Linked DNA regions of Mus musculus: region 2 is linked to region 1. Evidence: chromatin contacts called from public HiChIP or PLAC-seq data. All regions are on one chromosome and are shown on one strand. Each heading gives the region's core, a stretch centred on a gene start, on an enhancer-like site or on the middle of the called end of the contact. The rest is flanking DNA. Distances are from core to core; before and after follow the strand shown.

Region 1 (2,700 bases), core at 171-2,670:
GAAGCTTTATACTCAGTTACCATCCGAGTCCCTACACACACCAATTTAGCTGTTTAGTCTGCTGGGCTCTGAACAAGGAGCAGACATGGCTGTTGAGGAATATAGCAAGTATGACCACTAGGGAGCTATACCCTAAATTCTCAAAGTGAAAGAGAGCTGGATCAAGGAAGAAAATGACAGGAGTTGAGTAGATCTAGTTAATAGCAATTCTGGGAAGCCAGGCATGGTGACTCATGCCTACAATTCCAGCACTTGGGAGGTGGAGGCAGGGAGGATCAGGAGTCCATGGCTGTTTAGATTGGCTGTCTTAAAACAATAACAAAAACAAAAAACAAAACCACCCTCCATCCTACAAAAACAAACAAACAAACAAACAAACAAAAAACAGATTAAAACCAGGAGTGGTGACCCACACTGTGAGTTTGAGGCCAGCCTGATCTACATAGTGAGTGATCTGAGAGAGAGATCTAAGGCTAAATAGTGACATGCTGTCTCAAAAACAACAACAACAACAACCCAAAACCCCAAACTAACAGTGATGTTAGGGGGCAGGAATATTATGTACATGCATAAAATTCTCAAAGAATTAATAAATGCATATTAAATTTAAAGTAACGAAAGGACTGGGGGAAGTGGTAGAAACTGAGACAGTCCTCTACAGCAGAGTCGGGGACAGTTTAATATTAAGTCTTAGACAGGAAAGTGCCTGAGAGACCTTACCTCTGTGATCAGCTAGGGAATTAGGTAAAAATCGGTAAAGAAAAGATACACACAAGCCTTGAGATAAAGCTGTGACGTCAGTAACCAAGAAGAAACCGGCAAGTTCAACAGGAGAAAACTTCAGTAGTGGGTCAATGGGAGGGAGGGAGACTTAGCGTGTTTGGGACGAGTGAGCCAGATACGACAGGCTGCGATAAGAAATTGAGCCAGAATGGAGGGTCGAGGGAAGGTTCAGAAGAGATGAGGGATAAACGCGATGTTGAGATAAGAGGTGGCGAAGGGATGTGGCTCGCTCGGATCGGGTTGCAACTGGGCTAAAGAGGGGTCACGAGTGAGGCTACACTTTTGCAAGACCGGTGGTTAGGGGACCCGGCTTGGGGCTGAGGTTGGCTGCGGTGGAGACGGAGGGGAGAGAGCCGGTGGCCACTGGCTGAGGTGGGAGCAGGCCCGGGCTGCGAAGGGCCGAGGTTCCCACCCCAAGTCTCCAGGCGCACAGGGGTCGCGAGTGGCTGCGAGGTTGCGGGCCCACCGCCGGGTCGCATCACCGCCCCGCGCTTCCCTCCACGTTCAGACCCCAGACTCACTCACCGAAGGGATCAGGAGCAGGTGGCGGCGCTCCGGGCGAAGCGAGACCCCCCTCGGTTCCGAGCAGAAGCTGCGGCTCCAAAGGCACTGACAACAGGAAGCGGCGCGCGGCGTCTGACGCCATCACGTCGGCTCCTCGCTACGGCCCCGCCCCCAGTCCTCAAAAACCAATCACTGGGCCTAGAGGAGCCGAGGGGCGGGGCCGTCAGCTCTTCCCTTGCCCCGGATTGCAGGGCTTCTTGGCTCAGGTGAGCGATCCTGCCGCTCTCGCTACTCTGGCTCTGGGTAGCGCAGAGAGGCTGGACCCTTGGAGCTTCGGGACTTCTGCGTCCCGCAGCTCTGCCCCTCAATCGCATCTGTGCAACTTTGGGGTTGTCGTGTTTGCCCCCTTAATCCGAAAATGCGCCCTGTTGCGCCATTAACCCGTATGTTTCCCTAAGGGCATTAGTAGTGGAGGGAGCAAGTGGATCCTGGGTCCAAGTGGGACCTTCAGGTCTGGTTTTTCCGGAGCCAGGAAACAGTTGTTTTGACTTGTCTCATACCACGTGATCGCCCTGAGGGCTCTCTTGGACCTGTTAGTTTAATTTGCCTGCGGTCAGCCCTTTGAGGCATGAAGCCCAGAGGACCTGCTTTTTGTCTTCTCACTATTTAATTGCTTTTGTTCCATTACAGAAAATGACAGCTGTCTCTCGGAATAGACGCGGAAGAAAACTGTCAAATGTAGCAACCGTGACTAATAAAGGGCAGGCTGGGCAGGTCTGAGGACCGTGCCCAAAAGGGAACCTAGGACCTAGGTGTGGGCCATAGAGGTGGTGACTGTAAAAGAAAAGACTCTCTGTGAGTTTATATGAACTTTGCTCCTATTGACTTAGAGGACCTTGTTTTCTTGGTGTCTTCCATCCCCTCTGGCTCCTACACTCTTTCCACCTCTCCCTTGGGGTTCCCTATCTGCTGTAGAAGGAAACTTCTCTAATGATGGCTGAACAAGGCATTGATCTATGAGTACCCAAATGTCATTAGGAGTCATTTTATCACTATGTCTTTTTTTTCCTTTTCTTTCTTTCTTTTTACCAGTTGTGGTTTGAATGTGCTTGGCCCATGGGAAATGGCACTATTTAGGAGGCATGGCCTTACTGGAAGAGGTGTGGCCTTGTTAGCGGAAGTATGTCACTGTGGCTTTGAGGTAATATATATTTGAATATATGTTCAAACATATATATGCTCAAACTCTGCCCAGTCTCTTGGTTGCCTTCTTTTTTCTTTCTTTCTTTTTTTTTTAATTTATTTTATTTTTATTATATGTAAGTACACTGTAGCTGTCTTCAGACACTCCGGAAGAGGGAGTCAGATCTCATTAAGGATGGTTGTGAGCCACCATGTGGTTGCTGGGATTTG
Region 2 (2,700 bases), core at 17-2,516, 240 kb after region 1:
CCCTCTTCAGGCAGCTGGACATAGGCAATTGGCTGACTCTTGTCCCAGCAAGAGCGGGGAGGGGGGAGCCGGGTAAGAGCCCAGGCTTGTGTTTAGTTTGGTGATCTTCGCTAGCTTCCAGGGGTCCTAGCTCGCTCTCTCTACCTTCACACTACAGGTCAAAGGCAAACATCTCTCAACCTTCCTTTCACACCAAGTTACCCAGCAGGATCTACCCAGAGTGATGGAAGGGTAAGGGGGGCAGGAAGGAAAGATTGAGAGCTTATGGAGCAGGGCATTTGCCCCCACGTGTACTGAGTATGCTCACTGGAGCCGGGTTTCCCTGAAGTCCCCATACTCACTCTCTACTTCTACCTTTTGCAGCAGACAGCTGGACTACAGCTGGACAGAGTCAAGGACATGGGCTGCGAGTGCAGATTAAACCTCTCCGCCCCACCCCCACCCCCGCCCTGCCTTAAGCTGAGCAGAATAATGAGCAAAGGAATATAGGAGCATTTCTCTAAAGAAATTCTGGTGCCAAAAGCAAAGCACAGACTGTCTGAGCCAGATCCTTGCAGTACAAAACAGCATGTACGCTACAGTAGGCAAGACGCTGCATTCCCGGACACAAATAGAGACAACCAGGAGGAGGTTGTACCTAGGTAAGGACACTGGCCCACCCCAGACAGCAGGATTTTGCAGTTTTAGAGGGTTTTTCCCAACTTTTGCTGATCCGTGCTAAGTGATCTACAATGATTATTTCTATAAAATAAATAAAATAGAAACTCCGCCAAATGACTTAATTTTAATAAATATGTTAAAAAGAGGTGGCATATGGGGCCATGGTAAGAGGCAAAGAGCTCTTAGCTGTGACAGCCTTCAGCCAGGGAAAAGCTGAGAGGGGCCAGCAGAGACAATGTGGCACAGTCAGGCCACCCAGAGCCACACCCGTTGGAGTGGGCAATGCCGTGGGCCAAAGCTACCCCCCACACACACACACACAGAATGTAACAGAATGAAAAAGGCTCCAGACCGCCCCCATCCACAGTTCTGGGAACCCGCACCTTTGGGGCAGCTTTCGGCCCAAAACAGACAGCCTAGAGTGAGTCAAAGATTACTTGGCCCGAGGGCAGGAGCTGCCTGAACACTCTGACCCTGTCCAGCGGGCTTTGCGCAGACAGCACGCTGGGAGGGGTTCGTGTCCCCGCAGCTTGGGCGACGCGAGTGGGTTGGGGAAGGGCGGGGCGGGGCGGAGCTCGGCGGTTGCCAGGGGCGGGGCAGCACGGCAGTCTCGGAGCTCCGTGGGCGACTGCCACGCACTGTTGGCTCTCTCAAGCTCGCGCGCCGCCTGTTGCTCTCTGCTCCTGGCCGCCGGTTTCCCGCTGGGGAGGTAGGCGGACCAAGAACCGCAGCGCGCGTGGGCGACTTCCCGCCTTCCTCTCCTCCTGGCGCAAGGGTAATCCAGGGACCCCCCGGGCGTCCCCGACAGAGCGGACGCCGCCAGCTCCCGGGCGCGTCCTAGCCTGCGTTCTCAGACCCCCCCCAGGCACCACGCCGGCATGAACGTGAGCTTCCTGAACCACAGCGGCCTGGAAGAGGTGGGTGGTGACGCCCGAGCCACCCTGGGAAACCGCAGCCACGGGCTGGGCACGTGGCTAGACTGCTGCCCCGGCGGCGCACCACTGACCGCCAGCGACGGGGTCCCCGCAGGACTGGCGCCGGACGAACGCAGCCTGTGGGTGTCGCGCGTGGCGCAGATCGCCGTGCTTTGCGTGCTGTCGCTCACCGTGGTCTTCGGCGTTTTCTTCCTGGGCTGTAACCTGCTCATCAAGTCCGAGAGCATGATCAACTTTCTGATGCAGGAGCGCAGGCCCTCCAAGGACGTGGGCGCCGCCATCCTGGGACTATACTGAGCGCCGGCCGCCCTTGCCAGAGTTGAAGCACCGCGAGGAAGAGACTACGGAGCCTCTTTCTCAAGGCTTTGGCCGCTGCCTGCGATCAACGAAGTACCTCGCACCACCCGGGTCTGGACACCATAGGACTCAGCGGCGGCGGTGCGCGAAGGGACTGTCATGCCAGACTCCGTCCTGTGTGCGCTCCAGCAGGGGCCGGGGACGCAGGGTTCTTCACAGGTTTTTTACAAAGAGAAGTTCGGGGCAGAGTGGGAGACAGGGATGGGGAGACGCAATGCGGGGCTGAGGTTAACTATGGCGGGGATGTCGGCCGTGTTGGTGGGGGCCAGCTCCAAGGAGGGCTCAGGGAAGAGGTGCATCGCTGAGATTTTGCATCTGATCTCGCATTGCGTCTGAGAAGAAATTTTGTAATAAAACCATAGCCGTCGGGCTTCCTTATACATTCTAACTGTGCCGTGTGTGTGTGTGTGTGTGTGTGTGTGTGTGTGTGTGTGTCTGTGTGTGTGTCTGTGTGTGTGTGTGTGTATAGGGAGGAGACCGTGACCTACTTCTTGCCCAGTTTGGTCCATTAAAGGAGCTATGGGGCAGATAGCTCTGAAGCTCCCTGGTTCTCAGACCAAGAGGAGAAAGAAAGGAACTGTTTTATCTTTTTGGGTTTTTTTTTTAAACGTTGTTTTTGTTGTCTTTTTTTGTGTTTTTGTTTCCTTTTTCCTACAAAGAACTGTTTTCTTCTACACTACTACTGTAGAGGAGGCAGGTCCTTTGGGGCAGCCAGACACTTAATGAGATTAATTGCTGGAAATTTTAG

Evidence for each region. HiChIP or PLAC-seq counts read pairs in DNA pulled down with a chosen protein or histone mark.
Region 2: a contact with region 1 is called in an H3K4me3 HiChIP or PLAC-seq map of forebrain, with 2.6 times the contacts expected there. The contact joins the promoter of Rprml here to the promoter of Plekhm1 in region 1. A contact is called at or near these places in 1 of 39 promoter capture datasets (hippocampal neurons), 1 of 484 Hi-C or Micro-C datasets (nephron progenitors), 4 of 115 datasets of contacts at active chromatin or transcription factors (embryonic forebrain, embryonic stem cells, forebrain and 1 more) and 1 of 9 other capture datasets (pancreatic islet).

What each region holds. Positions count from the first base shown.
Region 1 is chr11:103,411,285-103,413,984 of GRCm38.p6, forward strand. It overlaps Plekhm1 (pleckstrin homology domain containing, family M (with RUN domain) member 1), which reads right to left and starts at 1,421. Exons shown (of 12, transcript NM_183034.2): 1 at 1,309-1,421.
Region 2 is chr11:103,648,243-103,650,942 of GRCm38.p6, forward strand. It overlaps Rprml (reprimo-like), which reads left to right and starts at 1,267. Exons shown (of 1, transcript NM_001033212.2): 1 at 1,267-2,338. The coding sequence starts at 1,539. The coding sequence ends at 1,892. It overlaps 1700072I22Rik (RIKEN cDNA 1700072I22 gene), which reads left to right. Exons shown (of 2, transcript NR_131143.1): 2 at 364-771.